Linked DNA regions of Sus scrofa: regions 1, 2 and 4 are each linked to region 3. Evidence: chromatin contacts called from public HiChIP or PLAC-seq data. All regions are on one chromosome and are shown on one strand. Each heading gives the region's core, a stretch centred on a gene start, on an enhancer-like site or on the middle of the called end of the contact. The rest is flanking DNA. Distances are from core to core; before and after follow the strand shown. Region 1 overlaps IKBKB (inhibitor of nuclear factor kappa B kinase subunit beta). Region 2 overlaps POLB (DNA polymerase beta). Region 3 overlaps AP3M2 (AP-3 complex subunit mu-2). Region 4 overlaps KAT6A (histone acetyltransferase KAT6A).

Region 1 (3,853 bases), core at 1,011-3,510, 140 kb after region 3:
CTGCTTCCAGAAGCAGTTTGGAAGTGCAGGGAGGACTTGCCGAGGGGCCCCCTGAAGAAAACTACATTGCGCACTTGGCACTCATAGCCCCGGGGGTGGGTGCTGGGTGGATGCTGGTGGGTGCTGGCTGGTGGCCCCAGGTGAGTGGCAGGTTCCGCCCTCTCCCCCACTGCCCGCTCTCCAGGGCCTTTGGCTGCTCCAAGCTGTGGTGTCAGGCGAGCTTCTCAGGACGCAGATGACGGGGTGTGGGCTTGAGCCTGGTCCCTGCCTCACTGCCTCTCTTCCTTCCTAGGCTGAACCACCCCAATGTGGTGGCTGCCCGGGATGTCCCTGAGGGGATGCAGAACCTGGCTCCCAACGACTTGCCCCTTCTGGCCATGGAGTACTGCCAGGGCGGGGATCTGCGCAAGGTGAGCCTGCAGGGCCCTGCAGGGAGCTGGGGAGCCACGGGGCCCAGGGCCAGTAGCCTGGGTGCCAGGCTCAGCCCTACAGGAACTTGGGGTGGGACTTGCTGTGCACCCCACGCACTGGCTCTATAGTGATGAGGCCAAAACCCTCAGATCGTGAGTCCAAACACCTTCCTCCCTCGGGTTGTCAGAGCCGCTCGAGTCCTGCAGTGTCGGCCTGGCTGCCATCCCCATCAGGACACTTTCTCCCAGATGTGGCCACTCAGGGTCACACAGTGGGACAGGAAGGGACTGGCTGAGCCACCTGTGAGCCAGGCTGGCGCTCCAGAGCCGCCGCTGACTCAGCTTCTGGACCTTGTTCTCTTCCTCCCACCCCGTCCACGTCTCTTTACCAGAACACACCCTGCAGGGGGTGCTGAGGGACGGTGGCATGTCCACCTCCCCATTGATACTGGAGCTTACAGGATCCCCACCTGCTCTTACATGTAACCTCGTGTGATTTTCAGCAGCTCTGTGGCCTTGGTAAAAGAGATAGGGGAGGGAGCTCCTATCATGGCTCAGTGGAAACGAATCTCACTAGCATCCATGAGGGTGCAGGTTTGATCTCTGGCCTCACTCAGTGGGTTAAGGATCTGGAGTTGCTGTGAGCTGTGGTGTAGGTCACAGATGCCCCTCAGATCTGGCCTTGCTGTGGCTGTGGTGTAGACTGGCAGCTACAGCTCCAATTCCACCCCTAGCCTGGGAACCTCCATATGCTGCAGGTGTGGCCCTAATAAAAAAAGAAAAAAAATAAAAGAGATAGGAGAGCTCCCACTGTGACACAATGGTATTGGAAGTGCCTTTTTTTTTTTTTTTTTTTTTTTGTCTTTTTGTCTTTTTAGGGCCACACCCACAGGCATATGGACGTTCCCAGCTAGGGGTCTAATCGGAGCTGTAGCCTCCAGCCTACACCACAGCTACAGCAACGCCAGATCTGAGCCACATCTGTGACCTACACCACAGCTTATGGTAGCGCCAGATCCTTGACCTGCTGAGCGAGACTAGGGATCACAACCTCATGGTTCCTAGTCAGATTCATTTCCGATGTGCCACGATGCAAACTCCAGCAGTGTCTTTTCAACGCTGGGACACGGGTTCCATCCGTGGCCCAACACAGTGGGTTAAGGATCCCGGCGCAGCTTCAGCTTAGGTTACAACTACAGCTCAAATCTGATCCCTGGCCTCGTAACTCCATCTGCAGCAGGGTGTCCAAAAAAGAAAAAAAAAAAAAATAGGATCCCCGTGAAGGGTGGTTCCCTGGCCTCATGGCTGCAGTGACAGAGCTAGGGGACCGCCTGTGTGGAACCAACTGCAGCCCCTCCCTGTCTGTGAAAGGAATCGTGCCTCAGAGCACAAGGGACAAGTTGGAAAGCTCTGGGCACAAGTTGGTTTTGTCCTGAAAAGAGGTTGCCCTATCCTCTGTCTGCCCTCACCTTTCACTCCAGAAGGAAGTTCTCAAGATTGGGGGAGGGGGTGGGGGTCAGGATAGCTGGGCGTTTCTTCCATCCTCACACAAGTTTCCCGGACCCAGAGTCCTGTGCTGCTCCCATTACTCTTCTGGCCCCTTCCGCCCTCTTTTTCTAAAGGAAACTTTCCATGAGGGCTCATCAGCGTGGGTGGCCCTTCCGTCCCGGGAGGTGGGCAAGTCTGGGGAGCGTCAGGCAGGATGTGAGCAGGGTCACCGGTCACCGGCTCAACCCACAGGCCAGGCCTGATAAGAGCCGAGAAATGGGGAACCTGACAGCGCTTCGATTCTCCTTTATTTTTCTGACCTATGACAGCCATCCGATTACTAACTGTAGCTATTTAGGGACATGAAGCTGTGTCATTGTAGTTGCAACGACAGTTGTCAGAGGACAGCGTGGGAGGTGGGTGGGCTGGCGTCAGATTACGGAGGCAGAGGGTTTCAGACGTTATCTCGGAGCCAGCCCGCCAGGGAAGAGGCTGATCCAGACTTTGGCATGGTTGCCGTGGCACAGGGTACAGGATGATGAGGACAGGGGTGGGAGGGCAGGCAGCAATGGTACCCTCTTGGGGCCTCTGTCCATGTGGCCACTGGAGGGCCCTGGGCGCTGGAGATCTGTCCTCTTTGTCTTCCAAGTGAGGTCGCCCATTATTCCCTCGTCCAGAAAGTTCAGAACCTATACTCCTGGTCTGGAGAGACACGCTTGGCCAGCACGTGAGCCGGGTGAAGGAGTGAGGTGTGTGTGCCTGGCGCAGGGAACAGCTCGCACACGAGCCCGGGTGTGGGTGTTAGTACGTCGGCCCACTTCAGTGGGGAGTTTCTTTTCTGAACTTGAAGCTGGCCTCCAGCAGCAGAATTGAGCTCCTCGATAAGCTGCTAGGGGAGTTCCCGTTGTGGCTCAGTGGGTTATAAACCCAACTAGATCTGTGAGGATGCAGGTTCAATTCCTGGCCTCACTCAGTGGTTGAAGGATCTGGCATTGCCGGGAGCTGCGGTGTAGATAACAGTGCTTGGGTCCCGTGTTGCTGGCAGCTGCAGCTCCGATTCAGCCCCTAGCCCAGGAACTTCCATATGCTGCAGGTGTGGTCCTTAAGAAACAGAAAAAAAAAAAAAAAAAAAAAAAAAAAAAAAAAAAAAGCTGCCAGGGCCAGGAAGGCACAGGGGCTGTGTTTGGATATGAGCTTCAGATGGACACTGGACACGCATTGTAGGGCCATGCCCCAGCGCGGCTGTAGAGCAGAGGGATGGCTGGACCACTCCTGCCCAGCTTCCTTGCCTGTGAAACAGAAATGCCACTGGCGCTTGCCTTGGAGGTGTCGGGGAGGGAGGTGAAGCGAGACACGGCGGCTTCCCTGAGCCCATCCGTGCAGCTCTGCCTGGTGCCCGCTGCCTGGTCCACATCGGGGAAGGGGTCGGCAGAGGTGTTGGGTGGCTCCTGTGGGCTCCCGGGGGCACTGGCCCAGCCAGGACTGAGCTCACACGGGCAGGCCTGCCTCCCTCAGGCCCACAGCACAGCTGAGAAGGGCCCCTTCTTAGAGTAACTCAGGGCAGTGTGCGCCCACGAGCATCTCCAGAAGCTCTCAGACCTGCTTCCTCCTGCCCCGCCTGGGCTGACCCGCCTGTCCTGCCACCCAGCTGCCTATGCGCCCAGGTACCCAAGACCCAGGGCCCAGGCCGCACTCAGATGGCCTCAGCTGGTGAAAGGCACTGGCTGGTGTCCTGGTGGCTGGTGACCCCTCACTCTGACACCTTTGTCCCCTCTTGACAGTACTTGAATCAGTTCGAGAACTGTTGTGGCCTGCGGGAAGGAGCCATCCTCACCTTGCTGAGTGACATCGGTAAGTCGCAGCTGGTGGCTGGAGCGGGGGCGGGGGCGGGGGGGATGACTGGCCCTCTGACCTTTGCAGAGGTGGGGTTGGCAGGGATCAACAGGGCCTAGTCT
Region 2 (4,116 bases), core at 983-3,482, 190 kb after region 3:
CATGTTTCCTAATTGGATTTGTTTCCACTGCACCATGACAGGAACTTCAAAATTATGTTATTCTTAAGTGTGAGAATTTTTGTGATACTTCTGAAAGTTAGATATGCAGGTGGTTTGTCAGCTCATTGAGTTTTTAGTTTTGGGGTGGATTTTTTGGCCATACCAGCAGCATGTGGAAGTTCCCAGCCAGGGATTGAACCTGCACCACAGCAAGGGGCAATGGCAGATCCTTAACCACTAGACTACCAGGGAACTCCTCATTGAGTTTTTAAAATTTTACACAGATAATGGAAAACTAGTTATCTTAGTGAAAGTTTAAGCTGCATATTTGTTTGCGTGTATATTCCAGGTTAAGAAAAATTAAGACCTCACTGGATTTCTAATTAGTTCCTTTTTTTTCTTTTATTTTTTTTTTTAACTTGTAGAAAAGCGGCATCTGTGATAGCAAAGTACCCACACAAAATAAAGAGTGGAGCAGAAGCTAAGAAACTGGTAAGTTTAGCAGGCAAGTTGATTGACGAGCTTGCACAGGTACCAATTTGATGGGTTTCCACAAAATGAAATTTGCCTCTGAAGCTACCTTGACCGCACAGGCAGATTTCGCTACTTTCTCAGAATCATATTAATGCCATTTCAGGCATGCTTTTTCAAACTCAAAGCGGGTTTTTTTGGAGGAGGGGCTGGATTTAAAAAAATTTTTAAAACATGTAATTACAGTTTTCTTCTCTACTTAACCATATATATATGTACTTATTCTCACACTGAATGTCACCTTTGGGTGTTAGTCCTCAAGAAGGGTGTGGTAACAGAGTGGTGCTGGCAGTCCCAGTTTCTAGAACTTTAGCCACATATCTTGGTAATTTGTATTAATATCACTAAGAATATCCTAGGAGAGTCTACCTACTGATAAAAGATTCTAAGTTCCTCGGAGTTGCCGTCTCGGCTCAGCAAAAATGAATCTGACTAGTATCCATGAGGACACAGGTTTGAGCCCTGGCCTTGCTCAGTGGGTTAAGGATCCAGCGTTGCTGTGAGCTGTGGTGTAGGTCACAGACACAGCTCGGATTTGGCATGGCTGTGGCTGTGGCCAGCAGCTACAGCTGTGATTCAGCCCTTAGCCTGGGAACTTCCATATGCCGTGGGTACGGCCCTAAAACGGCAATCAATCAGTCAGTCAGTCAATCAAAAGATTCTAAGTTCCTCAAGATTAAGGACCATATCCTATCCATCTTTTGTTGAGGAGGTCAAATTGACATGGCTTTTTGATTAGTCCACGTCCTGATTGTTACCACTTTCTGTTGTTCTTTACCCATTTGTGTTTCTTAAAAGTCCCTAGAATTTAGGTGTTAACATTCAGTTGTCTTTAATTTTCTCATGAACATCTTCAGAGTGTGAGCAATAACTGTCCTTCTATTTTCATCTTTCAGAGTCAGAACATTATCATAAATTTTATACGTCTTCTATTTAAGTGACAGATTATCCACAGTAATTATGTGCCTCATCTTCACCTTGAATTTATTATTCAGTACAAATTAAGCTCTGGTGTGTAGGTTTTAGATCCTTTGTACCACAAACAGTTCTCACCATCAGTGTATCCTCCCCAAATAGACGAGCCAAGCAAGTTCTAAATACATTAGGGCTTTTTGGTTGTTTTTTTTGCCACAGCTGTGGCATATGGAAGTGCCCCTGTCAGGGATTGAATCTGAGCCACAGCTGTGACCCAAGCCGCTGCAGTCAGATTCTTTCTTAACCCACTGTGCCACAACGGGAACTCCCTAAATGCATTAGAGTTTAATTCTGAGTTTCTGTCTTGGTCATCTGACCTAGTGTTAACCTTAGGAGCCATTCTGTTCCCTTTTTTATCATCATTGAATATCCTTTATGTTAATTGCAGATAGTCTGCTCATTTATTAGAGGCAAACTTCTGACAAGTTCTCATGCATTTCATCCCAAATCTGAGTTTATGGTATATCCTTAACAATACCACAGAAGGATCCAAAATTCCTTTTGCACAGGACTGGACTTAATATGAAATGTCATCATTATTCCTTTTCACAGTTATTTTAAAAACCACAGACCTACTTTCTGGCACATATGAGTGCTTCTCAATAGTCTAGAAATCTGAAATTTCCAGAATGAGTGTTTTGCCTTTTATTCCTTAATGTTAGGTGTAGAAACTACTCTAGGCTTAAATTGCTTTATGTATCTTATGTATTTTATGATACAGGAAATGAGAAACTCGAGCAGTTTCCCCTTTCTATTCTACTTCCTAAATTTTTTTGTTCATTCCCACATGGGATTGCTGTTTTCAAAGCTTGAGTGTGCGTTCAGGAGTCTTGAGACCCTCATTAAACATTAAATAAATCAAGAATACAGAAGGGTGCATTTAAGGCTACAAGACAGAACTGATACACGTTATGCATGTTGAACATTTAGCTGAAAAGAACCAGTAAACATGAAGAAAAGTTCATGCTTGCTAATAATCAGAGTCACAAATTCCAACAAGGTGCTGTATTGTGTCTACCAAATTATTAAATACAATAGTGCAGACAGAAATGTGGGGGAAAAACACTCATTTACTGTGATCAAAGTGTTGGTCAAAGCTTCTGTTGTAGAGCAGTGCTGCCAGTATGGTCAACATGAGCCACATTTGGCTAGTTGAAACGTGGCTAGGGTGACTGAGAAATTGAAGTGTTAATTTTTTTAATGTAAAGTTAAGTTGTCACATGTGGCTGGTTGCTTCCATGTGGGCCTGTGCAGTTTTAGAGCAGTGATTCTCAAGGTGTGGTACCCAGACCAGCAGCATCAGCATTGCCTGGGAACTTGTGAGAAACACACTGTTCATTCAGACACTCCAGGGTGGGACTTGGCATTCTGTGTTTTAAACTGTTCCCCAGGTGATGTGGTGTGTGCGAAAGCTTGCAAACATCATTCTAGAGGAATGTCACAACAGCATTTTTATAGTATCAAAAATTGGAAGCTATCTAAGTGTTCTGTAGGGTATTTGTTAAGTAAATTACAATACATTCATATATTAACACACTATGCAGCCATTAAAGATGTAGTTGTATTTATATATTGATACAGAAATTTGATCATGATGATTTTTAAGTTAAAGCACTTTACAAAGCAGTATGATTCTGTTTTTGTAAGAAAAAAGTAGGGGTGTGTTTGTGTATATATATATGTATGTATATGAATGCACACACAACTGCTTATGTGTGTATGTATAGAACGACTTCAAAAAAGAAGTCACTGTGTAGCAGATGTTAAGTGGCGAGGTTATAGGTTATTTTAATTTTCAGGGTGATGAAATCAAGTGATTTTAATATTTTTCTTTTTGTGATTGTATGTTTTCTAATTTTTCTATAAGAAAAGTTAATTTTTAAAAAGCAAGAGTCGGAGTTCCCGTCGTGGCTCAGTGGTTAACGAATCCAACTAGGAACCATGAGGTTGCGGGTTTAATCCCTGGCCTTGCTCAGTGGGTTAAGGATCCGGCATTGCCATGAGCTGTGGTGTAGGTCGCAGACACAGCTTGGATCCTGAGTTGCTGTGGCTCCGGCGTAGGCTGGCGGCTGCAGCTCTGATTAGACCCCTAGCCTGGGAACTTCCATGTGCCGCAGGAGCAGCACAAGAAATGGCAAAAAAAAAAAAAAGACAAAGCAAGAGTCATTTATAACTATCTTATTAAAGCTTCTCACTCACCAATCATTCAAACATTTTGTCTTTGGGAAAATATATATGTATATGTATATTTTTTTGTCTTTTGTCTCTTTTAGGTGCCATACCCGCAGTATATAGAGGTTCCCAGGCTAGGGGTAGAATCAGAACTACAGCTGCTGGCCTACACCACAGCCACAGAAACGTGGAATCTGAGCTGCATCTGTGACTTTCACTTCAGCTCATGGTGACGCCAGATCCTTAACCAGCTGAGCGAGGCCAAGGATTGAATCCGAGTCCTCATGGATACTAGTCAGGTTCTTTAACCACTGAGCCACGACAGGAACTCCCAGGAAAATACGTTTTTACTGGTACTCAATTTTCTGTGTCCTTTGTTTCAAGACTGGTCATGTAATGATCATTGGTTTTTCATTTCTCATTTTTTACTTTATCTTT
Region 3 (3,710 bases), core at 259-2,758:
GGGTCATCCATGTATGTTATCGTGTCTTTATAGTTCTGTTTCCATCGTTTTCATCTTCCATGAGAGAACTTTACAAAAATAAAACTCTGGGAGTTCCCACTGTGGCTCAGTGGGTTGCAAACCTGACTGGTATCCATGAGTATGTGGGTTTGATCCCTGGCCTCACTCATTGGGTTAAGGATCCAACGGTGTCTCGAGCTGTGGTGTAGGTAACAGATGTGGCTTGGGTCTGGCGTTGCTGTGTTTTAAGTCTGCAGCTCCGATTCAACCCCTGGCCCAATTCCATATGCCACAAGCATGGCCCCAAAAAGCAAAAAAACAAAACAAAACAAAACAAAAAACCTCTGCCATTGCTCACTTCGTCTCCCATCTGGTAAGTTTCTTGTTTCCCTTTATTGGCTTGGTTGCAGTTAAGAATGACAAATCAGGGAGTTGCCTGGTGGCTCAGTGTGTTAAGGATCCAGTGTTGTCACTGCTGTGGTGCAGGTTCCATCCCTGGCCCTGGATGCCATGGGCATGGCAAAAAAAATGAATTAATTAATTAAATGACAAATTGTATACTTTTGAACCTGTTGCAGGAGAAAGCTACCATACTTGCTCTGATTGTGTACAGTCATTTCAGTTCTAGAGACTGAAATTGTCCTACTTTTTGTCCACAAATCTAAGGAATTTAGTTTTTTTTTTATGGTGGACTTGATATTAACCATTGTTTTGAGTTGCATCAAAAAGTGATGAGTGTGTAAAGATATGTATATATGATTTAAGTAGAAAAACTTCACTCTCCCCGCCAGGGGTTAGTTCATGAACTCATACTTTATCCCAAATTTGGGGGCTTATCCTCAGCATACAGTTACTAGCGAGGGGCTCTTTGTGCAAACTTAAGGTTAGGAAATCTTGTGTACCTATGAAAATTTTTAGTGACACATTTTCCAAGCTCCAGTTTTCATTTGAGTTTTTCTTTCAGGAATAGATTTGAAGATCTTAGGGAGTGACATCCCACACCAGGATGCCAGCATTGTTTATAGCACAGGATTTTAGGGTATCAGACTCTTGATTTACACAAGGGAATCCTCTCCCTAAAAGAGTTGCTCAACTCCTAACGGTTGTGGTTATTTGCACAACTCAGTGATAAATGAGAATCAAGGGCCCTTTGGTTTAACTTCTGTGTCATGTGAGGTCTGGAACCAGTCACATGAAATTGTGGGATTGGAGAAGAGAATGAGGACCCAGACATTATGATAAAACCTAAAAAGCAAGTCAAAGAGTCCTTTTATTTGCCCTCATATAGAGATCACATGTTTAGAACAGTTTTCATCCCCAAAGAATTAATATATATATAAAAAAATTTTTTTCCCCACATTTGTCCTAGTAGTACAATTCTGGAATTCCAGTGGCATACTCATTCCTTCCCACAGGCAAAACTTGAGAGTGACAAACCCCAGGAGGAGGAAGAACCAGAACCAGCAGTTACCATCTTCCACCACGCGGGACACTTTCCCTGTTCTAATAGGAACAGGCTGCTCCTTAACTCCCCAGCCATGTTATGTAACTGATTACAAAGCAGAAGTGAGAAATGTTATTTAATCCCATCAAAACCTCAGAGGAATTGGGCCAAACAGCAAAGTGTCTAGTTTGGATGGCTGGGGCTTCAGAGCTATTTTTTCTGGCTATGCTCTCAGCACATGGAAGTTCCCAAGCCAGGGATCAGACCTGAGCTACAGCAGTGACAATGCTGGATCCTTAACCTGCTGAGCCATGGGGAACACCAGAGCTTGATATTTTTGAAGCACTGGTTACAAGTAAATGGACGCATCCTGATTTTAATGCCTCATTTGATGTGGGCTCTCTGGCTGTGTTACTCCTCTGGCACTGGACTGTGACACAAGAGTTCCTGCTGTAATTGCACATGCTTTTGATATTGCACCATGCCACGGTCAAAATGCTCCTTTTCTGATTGCTGACATATAAAATCATGTTGTGCCTTTATTTATTTATTTATTTATTTATTTATTTATTTATTTTTGGTCTTTTTAGGGCCATATGGAAGTTTCCAGGCTAGGGGTCGAATTGGAACTGTACCTGCCAACCTACACCACAGCTACAGCCACGCCTGATCTGAGCTGCACCTATGACCTACACCACAACTTACAGCAACACTGGATCTTTAACCCACTGAGCAAGGCCAGGGACTGAACCAGCATCCTTATGCATACTTGTCAGTTTCGTTACCGCTGAGCCACAACGGAAACTCCACGTTGTGCCTTTTTTATATATATAAAAAATTGAGGGATGTGTTTTATTTTTCAAATTTATTTTATTGGAGTCTAGCTGATTTACAATGTTGTGTTAATTTCTACAGTACAGCAAAGTGGCTCAGTTATACATATATGCAGTCTTTTTCATGTTCTTTTCCATGATGGTTTATCATAGGATGTTAACGATAGTTCCCTGTACTCTATAGTAGGACCTTGTTGTTTATCTGTTCTGTGTATAATAGCTTACATCTGCTCACCCCAAACTCCCAACCCCCCTCCACCGCCCCCCCTTACGCAGCCACAAGTCTGTTCTCTAGGCCTGAGTCTGTTTCTGTTCCGTAGATGGATTCATTTGTGCCATATTTTAGCTTCTACATGTAAGTGATATCGTATGGTATTTGTTTTTCTCTTTTTGACTTCACTTAGTATGAGACTCTTTAGTTCCATCCATGTTGCTGAAAATGGCTTTATTTCATTCTTTTTATGGCTGAGTAATATTTTATTATATATATGTACCACACCTTCATTCCTCTGTTGATGGACTTTTAGGTTATTTCTGTGTCTTGGCTGTTGTGAACAGTGCTGCAGTGAACATCTGAGTGCACGTATCTTTTGAATTATGGTTTTGTCTGGATATATGCCCAGGAGTGGAATCACAGGATCATATGGCAACTCTGTTTTTAGTGTTTGAGGAATCTCTATACTGTTTTCCATAGTGGCTGCATCAATTTACATTCCCATCAACAGTATAGGAGGGTTCCCTTTTCTCAAGTGAGGTGTTTTATTTATTTTTCAAAATAAAATCACTCTTGAGATGGAAATGTGTAACTGTTTTCCCCCTTCAATCCTTTTTTTTTTTTTTTTTTTTTAAATTTATGGCTGCACCCACAGCATATGGAAGTTCCCAGGCTAGGGGTCGAATTGGAGCCTACACCAGCCACAGCAACACCAGATCCAAGCTGTGTCTGTGACCTACACTGCAGCTCACAGCAACGCCGGATCCTTAACCCACTGAGCAAGGCCAGGGATCGAACCTACATCCTCATGGGTACTAGTCAGGTTTGTTACCACTGAGCCCCAAAGGGAACTCCTGTGTCAGTTTAGGATGTCATAATTTGAGGAGACTTTTCCAACTGGAGCAGATTCAAAGAAATGGCAAGGCGGCAAAAGAATTTAGAAAACTTAGCATAGCGTGAACAGTGTGGGGATCAAACAGGGAGTTTGGCCCTGAGAAGGAAAACTGAAGTCAAAGCTTATACTTGCCTTCAGATCCCTATGGGGCTGTTGTGTAAACTCGTTCTGTAAGGCAGATCTAGGAAGCAAATTTCAGTTTAGCAATAGATGGAACTTTCTCATAATCAGCACTGTCCATGAATAGAATGGGCTTTCTCAGGAGGGGTAAATGTCTCTTCAGTGGATGAATTCCTAGAGGACTGTCTGACCATTTGAAGTCCA
Region 4 (3,684 bases), core at 149-2,648, 160 kb before region 3:
GTAGTCCTGGACAAATACTGACCTGAAGCAAAAGTTAAAGTACCAATGACAATGGTTTATCAGAAATAAATTTGATATCAGCATTATATTCTCATTAATTTTTTCTACTTCTAAAAACTGGAGTATCATATATATTCATATATGAATGAATATATGCACAGCATATAAAGTTCACCATTTTAACCATTTTTAGATACTACAGTTTGGTGTGGAATTAAGTACATTCACATTTCCCATTACTTTTTAAAGGGAAGAACACCAATGTAAGAATGGAATTTTGGGGAGTGCAGGGGGGAACCAGTGGGACTAAAAGGTATAGTTAGCAGTAATAACCTGAAAACAAAGGTAATGGCTACTTTAGAGAAAACTTTGTCCAACAGGAACTTAGAGATTATTTTAATCTGCAATGATCCAAGATAGAATTTTAATAAAGTGCCACATTTTTTACAATATCAATTTTTAGTTCTATATCTCAAAATGTAATTCTGGAAAATCATTCAGAATAAAGCAAAAAATTTATTCATCTTATCACTACATTAAAAGTACATAAAAATATAAGACTGGAGAAAATGCTAGATTTGAAATTGAATTTATTTTTAAAAGGAGAATAAAAGCTCAACTAGTTGGTACATAAAAGCTACAGATTTATGTACCAAGCAAAGCAAAGCAGCTCAGTTTGAGCCCATCAAGGCAATCACTGCAGACAGAGGCAGAGTGACACAGGGGCAAAAACTTCAGGCTAAGATGCGAATGACTAGTTTGAGACCCAAGTCATATATGAGCTCATTTTTTAATCTCTAAAGAGGAAATGACAAGGCTAATCACTGGATTTTTAGCTATGCCATAAAATTTAACTTATTTTTAGGTACAGTTACCTTTCATTAGAAATTTACTAATAAATATCTATTATACTACTAGCTAAGACATAATAGAAATATGATTCAGGAACAGATTTGAAGTGAGTCCAAACTGACATGTATCTGACCTTATTTAAGAACTACCTTCTAAGCACCTATTTATTTAACAATATTTACTGAGTGCCTCTTTTAAGCATTCAGCATACATAATTAGCAAAACACACTGTGTCTATAGACTGCACATTCTAGGAAAGGGTTATTAATTAGATATTTTCCTTATGCTAAGTCTAATCTACCCATTAACAAATGATTCAGATAACGGCTGAGAGAAAATTAGGCAAAAAAGAACAATTTCCTAACAGCAAGATATTTTCTACAGAGGCAAAAAAGGTTGTAAGTTGAAGGAGGAACTAGGAAAAAGCATTTTTATAAAAGGACAAAGAACTGAAAAAGAAAATGAGAATGAATACACTTCCTACAACTCTTTAGAAGCTACAAGCTGTCCTGCACATGCCCAGTGGGTCATGTCTGTCTTCAGCCCTTTCTGTTGCAAGAGAACTGCAATAAGCAACAGGTCTGTGAAACATACCATCAACATCGTCTGACTCTTCGTCATCGTCTTCATCTTTTGACTTCCTCTTAGAAGCAGATCGACACCTGAGAACATCTTGGGAGGACAAGCGACGGAAGTACCCTCTAGAGAAGAGCTCATTCTCATCCTCTTCCTCCTCCTCGTCAATCTCAAATGTGGGTTCTAACCTTGGCATCGGCCTTTCCGAGTCAGAGTCTTCAAAAGGCTCGTCTAATACCTCTGTGGTCTCAGAAATGGTCTCTGTGACCACACTGCTATTGTGGTGTTTGCGCTTTCGGACTCGCCTTCTTCGGTGAAGAATTGGTTTCTATTTAAAAGAGAAAGAAAGCATTTTATTGACAGTAATGAATGCTATCATTTCCACTAATAACACAATTAATAGTTTTTAAACCTAATAGGATTAACACATATAAAATGAGGATGCTGTTTGCCAAAAGACATTTTGAATGTTATTTCAAAATACTAGAGTAAGATACTATACCTAAAGTATCACAGACACAAATTATCACTGAATACAACTTTGTAAAAAAATAGAGACAGGCGCACCCAAAGAGCAGGTATTACTAACAGTTCCATTAATTTTAACACCCTAGGGAGCTGCTTATTTCAATACTGAAATGACACAGAGCCTAGTCCCTTAAATTCTCTTTCCACAAAAGAAAACAAAACAAAACAAAACAAAACAAAACAAAACAAAACACTTTGTCTCACAGCTCTACTGTGCAGGTCAGCAGAACCATTAGGAATGCTGTACACTGTTTTCAGGAGCTATCCACAAAGAGTCACAGAGCAGCGTGGGAATTCAGAGTCAGTACAGATTTCCTTGGTATTGGTGAGAATTTCAAAAGTAAAATAAATCTGTTATTGGAATTTGGCACATTAGACACAACTGTGTACTAGGGTTGATTTAACACCTTAGATCATATAATATTAGATATCACATCACCAAAACTGATCTACTTCAATCACCTCATTCTAGAGAGGCCAGAGAAGTTATAGGACCTGCTTTAAGGTCATATCCAGTCAGTATAGAAATGGCTGTAAAATAGCTTGACTCCGAGTCAAGTGAATTTTTTCAAAACTTCATGTCCGAGTATCTTATACATGATCTCACTGCCTATTATAATACTGTTTTTTTTTTTTTTTTTTTTTTCTTTTAAAGACCAAACCTGTGGGCTGGGAAATTCCTGGGCTAGGGGTCAAACCAGGGGTACAGCTGAGGCCTACGCCACAGCTACACCAACACCAGATCTGAGCCACATCGGAGATCTATGCCACAGCTTGTGGCAACACTGGATCCTTAACCCACTGAGTGAGGCCAGGGATCGAACCTGCATCCTCACAGACACTATGTCCAGTTCTTAACCTGCTGAGCCACAACAGGAACTCCCTATTGTCTTTTTACATGGGGAAATAGTATAATTTCATCTTATAAATAGACAATATAAGCCTAAGATTGCAAAGATATATTATTCATAGTTATATAAAGAATAGTAGAATTTTTCTCTACTTTAAATTTAGTAGTCCTTCTAGTTGAGAACACAATTTTCAAACTAGATTAAACATGGCCCTACTCTTTGAAGAAATGTCTGATTATAGGATTGGGGCATGATAAACACAACATGAACCTGGAATTTTTTTTTTTTTTTTTTTTTTGGTCTTTTTGCCTTTTCTAGGGCCACACAGGCACCAACTGGAGATTCCCAGGCTAGGGGTTCAATCGGAGCTGTAGCCACTGGCCTACACCACAGCCATAGCCACGCAAGATCCTTAACCCACTGAGCAAGGCCAGGGATCGAACCCGCAACCTCATGGTTCCTAGTCAGATTCGCTAATCACTGAGCCATGATGGGAACTCCTGGAATATTTTGTAGCACAAAAATGTAAGGAAGTACTCAAAACAAAACAACTTCACAATGATGAGGGTTTGCACATTGAGCAAAAGCAGAAAAAGCTCCTAATGGCTGAATCTGGAATAATTTGAGCAACAAATTAATAAATGAAGTGGCAGAACTTTGATTATAACTCAAAGTATAAAGTAAATATCTCTGAGCCCATACTAATATAAATAAATGCCTGAATAAATAAACAGATGAAGAAGAACAGATAAATCTCTTAAGCAGCATTCCAAATAATTAATACAGATATGCTGCTCTTAGGGAGTAGAATATAACTCCCCACATCTCAAGTGTGGCTGCGGGCAGTAACTTCTTTCCAAAGAGTACAGTACGGGAA

The links. HiChIP or PLAC-seq counts read pairs in DNA pulled down with a chosen protein or histone mark.
Region 1: a contact with region 3 is called in an H3K27ac HiChIP or PLAC-seq map of alveolar macrophages. The contact joins two enhancer-like sites. A contact is called at or near these places in 1 of 47 Hi-C or Micro-C datasets (epiblast stem cells) and 1 of 2 datasets of contacts at active chromatin or transcription factors (alveolar macrophages).
Region 2: a contact with region 3 is called in an H3K27ac HiChIP or PLAC-seq map of alveolar macrophages. The contact joins two enhancer-like sites. A contact is called at or near these places in 2 of 5 promoter capture datasets (fetal liver and liver), 1 of 47 Hi-C or Micro-C datasets (fetal skeletal muscle) and 1 of 2 datasets of contacts at active chromatin or transcription factors (alveolar macrophages).
Region 4: a contact with region 3 is called in an H3K27ac HiChIP or PLAC-seq map of alveolar macrophages. The contact joins two enhancer-like sites. A contact is called at or near these places in 6 of 47 Hi-C or Micro-C datasets (blood, brain, embryonic fibroblasts and 3 more) and 2 of 2 datasets of contacts at active chromatin or transcription factors (alveolar macrophages and skeletal muscle).

Annotation. Positions count from the first base shown.
Region 1 is chr17:11,305,826-11,309,678 of Sscrofa11.1, forward strand. IKBKB (inhibitor of nuclear factor kappa B kinase subunit beta) reads left to right here. Exons shown (of 21, transcript NM_001099935.1): 3 at 293-410; 4 at 3,680-3,749. Among named protein-coding and RNA genes, the nearest start is that of IKBKB, 17 kb to the left of the region's middle. Within about 2 kb of position 2,261, at least 20 of the 83 cell types and tissues checked have an H3K27ac peak or open chromatin away from gene starts, as enhancers often do. A contact at or near this core is called in alveolar macrophages, where this site is marked.
Region 2 is chr17:11,360,494-11,364,609 of Sscrofa11.1, forward strand. POLB (DNA polymerase beta) reads left to right here. Exons shown (of 15, transcript XM_021078254.1): 3 at 426-492. Among named protein-coding and RNA genes, the nearest start is that of POLB, 6.4 kb to the left of the region's middle. Within about 2 kb of position 2,233, at least 3 of the 83 cell types and tissues checked have an H3K27ac peak or open chromatin away from gene starts, as enhancers often do. A contact at or near this core is called in alveolar macrophages, where this site is marked.
Region 3 is chr17:11,169,238-11,172,947 of Sscrofa11.1, forward strand. The region is part of intron 2 of AP3M2 (AP-3 complex subunit mu-2); the gene reads left to right. Among named protein-coding and RNA genes, the nearest start is that of AP3M2, 4.0 kb to the left of the region's middle. Within about 2 kb of position 1,509, at least 3 of the 83 cell types and tissues checked have an H3K27ac peak or open chromatin away from gene starts, as enhancers often do. A contact at or near this core is called in alveolar macrophages, where this site is marked.
Region 4 is chr17:11,009,168-11,012,851 of Sscrofa11.1, forward strand. It overlaps KAT6A (histone acetyltransferase KAT6A), which reads right to left. Exons shown (of 20, transcript XM_021078038.1): 17 at 1,447-1,756. Among named protein-coding and RNA genes, the nearest start is that of ANK1, 26 kb to the left of the region's middle. Within about 2 kb of position 1,399, at least 3 of the 83 cell types and tissues checked have an H3K27ac peak or open chromatin away from gene starts, as enhancers often do. A contact at or near this core is called in alveolar macrophages, where this site is marked.